Linked DNA regions of Sus scrofa: region 2 is linked to region 1. A link is a contact called in public HiChIP or PLAC-seq data. All regions are on one chromosome and are shown on one strand. Each heading gives the region's core, a stretch centred on a gene start, on an enhancer-like site or on the middle of the called end of the contact. The rest is flanking DNA. Distances are from core to core; before and after follow the strand shown. Region 1 overlaps LOC106505799 (a long non-coding RNA gene). Region 2 overlaps ZBTB20 (zinc finger and BTB domain-containing protein 20).

Evidence for each region. HiChIP or PLAC-seq counts read pairs in DNA pulled down with a chosen protein or histone mark.
Region 2: an H3K27ac HiChIP or PLAC-seq map of skeletal muscle shows a contact between it and region 1. The contact joins two enhancer-like sites. A contact is called at or near these places in 11 of 47 Hi-C or Micro-C datasets (alveolar macrophages, blood, embryonic fibroblasts and 6 more) and 2 of 2 datasets of contacts at active chromatin or transcription factors (alveolar macrophages and skeletal muscle).

Annotation. Positions count from the first base shown.
Region 1 is chr13:144,820,469-144,823,909 of Sscrofa11.1, forward strand. All of the region lies in intron 1 of LOC106505799 (a long non-coding RNA gene), which reads right to left. Among named protein-coding and RNA genes, the nearest start is that of ZBTB20, 34 kb to the right of the region's middle. Within about 2 kb of position 1,598, at least 1 of the 83 cell types and tissues checked has an H3K27ac peak or open chromatin away from gene starts, as enhancers often do. A contact at or near this core is called in skeletal muscle, where this site is marked.
Region 2 is chr13:144,902,201-144,905,498 of Sscrofa11.1, forward strand. The region is part of intron 2 of ZBTB20 (zinc finger and BTB domain-containing protein 20); the gene reads left to right. Among named protein-coding and RNA genes, the nearest start is that of ZBTB20, 48 kb to the left of the region's middle. Within about 2 kb of position 1,406, at least 52 of the 83 cell types and tissues checked have an H3K27ac peak or open chromatin away from gene starts, as enhancers often do. A contact at or near this core is called in skeletal muscle, where this site is marked.

The sequences.
Region 1 (3,441 bases), core at 348-2,847:
TAATCCTGTCATCTTGACATCTTTGCACTATTCACATGTTTAATTATTATAATTATTAATCTTTTACTGTGTTAAATGCTCCACTAGATTATAATTAGGAAGCTGTTAGGTACCATAACTATTTGGTTTTCTTTTGTTTATATTGCCCTATATTGTTCCTAGTAGTGAGTGTACCCTATCAATACTTGAATGAATGAATGAATGAATGAATGAATTTCTTAAAACATTTTTGAACAACTAGGGTCATGTAGCTTAAGTGACTACTGATCTTTTTGCATTCATTCCACTTTCTGATAATGAAGTAGAAAACCTTAGTCCTAGTACAGAGTACCTTTGACCTTAATCTCACACAATGCAAATAATCTACCTATTATATCCCAGGGATAAATGTTTTTCTTATTAGTAAGCAGATTAAATGTTTCCACTTTTTCTGTCTTATAACAAAGATTTGGTCATTGTCACTTGCTCAAATCTTCAGAGTACTTTGGAAAAATTTCTCCTATACACTGATATTTGATTCCTTTTCTCCATCTCCCACTGGTCATTATTCCAGGAGAGTAGACACAGCCTTCCAAACTTTTCTTAATTCTTTGATTAGCCATGATAGATACTCCCTTATGACAGTAATTTCTTAAAATCCAGTATTAAAAAATCATTTTATATAAGGAAAGCATTTTAACAGTTCCATCAAAATTGGAAAAGTACATGCCCTTTGAATAAGCAATCCACTGGGAAATGCTACATGGTCTTATTAACTAATTATTTCTATTTGAGTTACTAATCTTACCCTTTGTTGATGTCGTAATTCACAGGTCTCATAACTACACTGGAATTATCTATGAAGCAACTCTATTAGCAGTCTTTCTTTCTGTGACAAATGTCTCCTTGCCCCCTATTTCTATCATTTCATTTTTGTTAATGTTGATAATATATTAGGCTGAATTCACTAGAATAGGATCACAATCCTGTCATCTCCAAGGGAGAAAAATCTCAAGTAAAAGGCAAAATAATTTAGCAGATTCAAATCTTTTGATTAATCTTATACTGGATATGAGAAATAGTCATCCTTCTATGAATATCAGGGATCTCAAATCTGAGAGAAAAAAAGAATGATTTTATTCCAACTAAGGGTTTCTCAGCCCTTCCATAAATCAACACTATTATACTATACATTTGAGAGTAGAAGTCCCTATCTTTATTATGACTGTCCCACTTGTAGTAATTCAACAGGTAAAATCTTGAACTTTTCAAAGTCCTCACAGAGCTATATAAAATTTTCACCTCTACCAATGTTCTCCCTCCTTCCCAAGAAGACAGAATTGTATAATATGTTCAAGCCCACAACACATCAGCATTCACAAGCATTTTCAGTATCTTATTCTTTCTCCTGCCTTCAGGAATGTGTCCTAGCCCATGTATACTCTGCTTGGGCATGCTATGCTGTCAATAGCAGAAACAAGGAATGACAGAGTTTTAGCCAGACCAGCAGAATTGGGGCAAAGTGAATTAACTTGGTAGTAGGGCCAGCCCACAAAGAGGAGTACAAACTTGAATCCTGTCTAGGGTTATGCTGTTGCTTGGGGGAATTCTTAAAAGGACAGGGCACTATACAAAAAGTCTCTGGATAATGTGATCCTCATCGTTAGGCAAATATTTTGGTTCAGTTAGGTTAGTCCAGTTTGAAAGAGGGGCTGAAAGTAAGGCCCAGCCCCAGGGAAAGCAGATTAACAGGAAAAAAAAAAAAAAAAGAAAAAAGGATCAGAGCACCAGGTAAATGGTGCAAAGTTTAAATAAAGCCACAGTCCTAGCAGGAAGCTGTACTGCACACCAGAAAAGAAGCAAAACCCTGGCACATGGATTACTTACACATGTTGAACATTACTGGGCAGACTGCCCCTCATGGCAAAAACAAGTGGCGGCTTTGCCTAGGACACTAAAATGCAGACTGGAGGCCATATACTATTTCTAGACCCTATCCACTTGTTAATTTTAGCAATTAAAATTCCGTTTCCCCTGGTTCCAGTGGTTGCAAAATTTGAGCCTATAGAAGAAAGGTTTTAGGAGCTTGCATCTGGATAAGACTTAGTTATTACCTCCCAAAGGCCTCACCTTCTAATACCATCATATTGGGTATTAGGATTTCAATATATGAATTTTTGGGGACACAAACATTTAATCTATAACTGCAACATAATCATCTATCTGGTTGCTTTCCTTAGCATCTCTCTCGTACTCCCTGTTAAGACCATTTGAAGGACATCAACAGGTATATTCCTCTGGTTGGGAAAAATTGAGAGGCTCAGGGGACAGCCAACTTACTGTACTGCTAATCTTGTTCTAAATTTATCAAGAAGGACTCTGAATTTCAAAATTGAGGGTAATTTCACATACAGACGGTTAGAGGTATAAGTAGTTAATAGTACAACTGAGATCCTGCCTCATTTCTGTAACCAACTGCCTACTTTCTATCAGAACTCCAGTGATTGGGTCTGTCTTATTTACAGTATCTAACTGATTACATTGATATACATTTCTTTGTTCATTTATTCAAGAACTATTAAATGAAATCTATTCTGTGCTAGGCATTATCATAGGTACTAGGATACAACAGTGAGTAAAACAGAGACAAATTTCCTGTCCCTGGGACTCTCATATTCTAGTTGAATAGCTATTAAGGAGGGAAATATAGGTGGAGCAGCATGTACAAGGGAGAAATTGGAACAAGACAAAGAATGAAATTTAGTAAAAGATCAGATAACATAAGGCCTTGTAGATCATGGTAGGGAGTTTAGATTTTATTCCTCCATGGTATGGGAAGCTACTGATCAATTCTGAGCATGAAAGTAACATGATCTACTTTACATTTTAAAAGTATCATTCTAGGAGTTCCTGCTGTGGTGCAGCAGAAACAAATCCAACTAGGAACCATGAGGTTGCAGGTTCAATCTCTGGCCTCGCTCAGTGGGTTAAAGATGCAGTGTTGCCGTGAGCTGTGGTGTGGGTTGCAGATGCCGCTCAAATCTGATGTTGCTGTGGCTATGGTATAGGCTGGCAGCTGTAGCTCTGATTGGATCCCTAGCCTGGGAACCTCCATATGTCGCGGGTGTGGCCCTAAAAAGAAAAAGAAAAAAAGTATCACTTTAGCTGCCATATGGAAAAGGTGGAAGCAAAAAGAGGGATTAGGGAGCTACTGCAATTGTCCCAGATAGAGATGGTGATGGTTTAGAATAGAATGAGGCAATTAAGATGGAAAGTGATTGACTTCTAGCTAGATTTTTAAGGCAGAACCAATAAAACTTGCTAATAGATTGAATGTGGAAAGGGAAAAGAAAGTGGAGATGATTCCTAGGTTTTTACCTGAGGAACTAAATGAATAGATGTGTCATTTGTTACAGAAACATCAAATTTGGGAGATTCAATTTTGGATTTTGAATACATTAA
Region 2 (3,298 bases), core at 156-2,655, 82 kb after region 1:
AAAGGATGATTTTACAATTAATATACTTAATTATTGGTCCCCAAATGCAGGGTTTGAATTAGTCAGAATCAATCACATTTTTCATTTTTATGTAATTTTATTTAGAATATTTAACCTCTATTATAATGTTTCTAAATCCCCTCTAAAGGACATACAGCTCAAACTGTATAGAGATATTTTAAGAAAGGTGACTGTCTGGGTAGACATGAAGAGTCTAGTTTTAAAAAACTGGGGGACAAGGAGAAGGGCTGGAAACTAGTTCTGTTTTCTGATCTTTATAATTCTATAGCTGTAAATATATCACTATGGGAGAAAAGGCACCTGGGAGTGGGGAAGGGGGTAAGGAAACGTGATGGTGTGAAGAATGCAATATCAGCATTACTTTGGTTCTGGCATGTAGAAAAAAAAAAATGATTAGAGGCATCAGACAAAGAAAAACAGTTTTTTTTTTTTTCTTTTAGGGAAGCTTTATTTAGAAGCATTGATTATTTTTATTTTTTCCTCCTAATAAAAGAATGAGGAGTTTCTGCTATGGTTTCAGATCCATATTCTTTGAAATCTTGTGATGGAAGGTCTTTACGAGATTTATTTCTGTTGTAACACTGTGTACTATATGCATTGCACCTGTTCACACAGAGCACGTTGCATTGTAATGTTTGTACAGATAGATGCTTCAAATAAGAAACCAATCTGCTTTCTTCTAGAGTACCAATCTATTAGTTACTTAATTAAACTTAATTCCGTTTTTGTGTGCAGTTTCGCTTATGGTCTTGATTTATTTACTGAGCAATGATTTCTTCTCTGCAATTATCAGTTTGTCTGAGATCAGTTTTCCTATTGTATGGAGTCTGTTTCTTTCAGAGCCTCCTTTAAGACTGCTCTGACTTCAAAATCATTACTAGGCTTTTGTCAGAGCAGATTTGTTGACACTCTTTTCACATTAAAAAAAATTTTAAAGATTGCACAAATAAGCTGTGTATTTCACTATTTCCTGCTAATATGCAAAAAATGTATTTATGATAATTACATGTACTGTGTGCCAGAACTGAAACAATACATTCCTCATAATGGAGCATAAATAAAGAAGGTGGAGCCAGCTGCTCTTAAACTGTTTATTTGCAAGCAGTAATGATATAGAGAATATACCTTTTTTCACTCTGTTAGTCTGGCAATACTGAACCTGTTGCTGCATTAGACGAGTTGCATTTTGCTGGATAGGGGAAGGAGGGCTGTCTGCTGTCTGGTAGGAGGGCTTTGTCTGTGCCTTTCTCTCTCTGTTTCTTTCTGTTTTTCTTTCTCTCTGTCTCCTCTTCTCTCTCACTCGCTTGCTTGCTCTGTCTCTGTCTCTCTCTCCCTCTCTGCCCCCCCTCTCCCTCCCTCTCTCTTGCTCTCTCTCTCTCTTCCCGTCTCTGTGGTTTGTAAGGTAGGTTGCAGTGTGTGTATATACACAACATCAAGAGCAGGAAAATGGACTCATTAGGGAGGCAGGCAGTCATTACCACTCACACTGTACTTCCAGGGAGACACCGATTATGAGAAGAGAAACTCAGCGCTGGGGAAGAAGGTAGGGCAGACAACTTTCATAAAAAAAAAAATCCTGCTCCCTCAATCCCCCCTCTACCTATCATCTCCTTTAGCCCCAAATGCTTTTATTCTTTCTACCTTGAATTTTAATTTCCAGATTTAAGTTTGACATAGCTATTGCTAGCTTAAATTTGGAACATCTATAGGAGGCCTATCCTCTACTAATTTTTTTCCTACTTATTTAAGGGTGTGCCCTTGTGATTTAGTTTAATTACTTTAAAAATAATTACAAACAAACCTATTTTTCTCACTAAAGTGCCAAATAAATCAGAATCTTTCACTCTTTTATAACAGACCCCTCCGTATGTTTGTTAGTCTCTTTGCTTTTCTTGTCTATGCAATTCCATCTGTCTGTCTATATATCATGTTGTCCTTATTTATTGCTAACTGGTTTTGTTAGTTATGTGCCAATGAGTTTTAGCTGCAGTGACAGTGTGTGGGTATTACTAAAGTGAGACTCTTGTTCTTTGTTTTACATTGAAGTTTAAAGTCCATATGTACAGTTTAAATCCTTGAAGCAGGTTGAATACTTTTTGCCAGTGTATTTATTTGGTGGCATTGGCCATAAGGTGAGGGGTTGTCCACTCAGGGTGGGTAAAAATCTAGTAATTATTTTTATTATTACACACTCTTCTATATTACATCTAGGGGTGTGTTTTGAAAGGAATAAGGTACTCAGTTTTGTAACTTTTATTTTGCAGATGGACTTTTACATTTATAGGGATATCACTGGTTAGTAAGAATGCAAACTTTCTTAACAAGCAGTTTTTATCCTAGGACAGTTTCCTTTTAGTCTGTTACTGTTTATTTATGCTTGGGGAGGGAGGAGTAGGGGGCTGGCCATCTTTTTACAAAGTGGAAGCTATGAAGTGTATCAGGCCATCTTGTGCAACAACTGTAAGTATTCATTTAACATTTCGGCGACTATAAATAAGGTATTTGTTATTTCAAACATAGTTTTGAGGTGCTTTCTTTTTCCTTTATTATTTACTTTTCTTTTTTATGTTGGGAAAAGTTGTATTCACAACTAGCTGACATTGTTGAAGAGTTTTCCCAGAACAGTGCTCTTCAAAATTCAAAGTAGTTAAATAGGTCCATTTGAAATGGTCTCCTAATGGAGTTTTATTTAGATTTGTCTGAAAGTAAAACTGCTATTCATTTGATAAAAATTAAGTCAGGTGGTAAGATATGCAAATGTTTTCAGCATGCACATTGGCAATGATAGAAAATGGATGCTAATCTATAGAGATCTTTGATAATAACAATCACCTTTTTCATAATAAATTATTTATTTACTAGAAGTGGCAGACTTTTTTTTTTTCCTTCTTCTTCTTCTTCTTTTTTTTTTTTAATTCCATTAGGCCTCTCTGACAACACAAAGAAGTCCATAAAGCAATATTCTTAACCCACCTGGGACGCTAGAGCAGATTCCCAAACACATTCTCAAGGTTCAAACATAGCAAAATGTTTATTAAAAATCCATTATTCCAAGAGGGTGGTGAACTTTTGCTAAGTCTTTTTTTCTCTTTCTTTTAAAAAATTTATTCAGAGACTTTTAATTTGCTTATGTTGCCTAAACTGTCTTTTAAGCTGGAAGGCCAGCTTTGACCAAGAGTAGTACAAATGCTGAGTACAGTCAGGTCCAATCAGGGGACTTTGAGGGTAGTCTATTGAAAGTCTGTGTTAATATGGTATGCGATATATGTGTGATTTT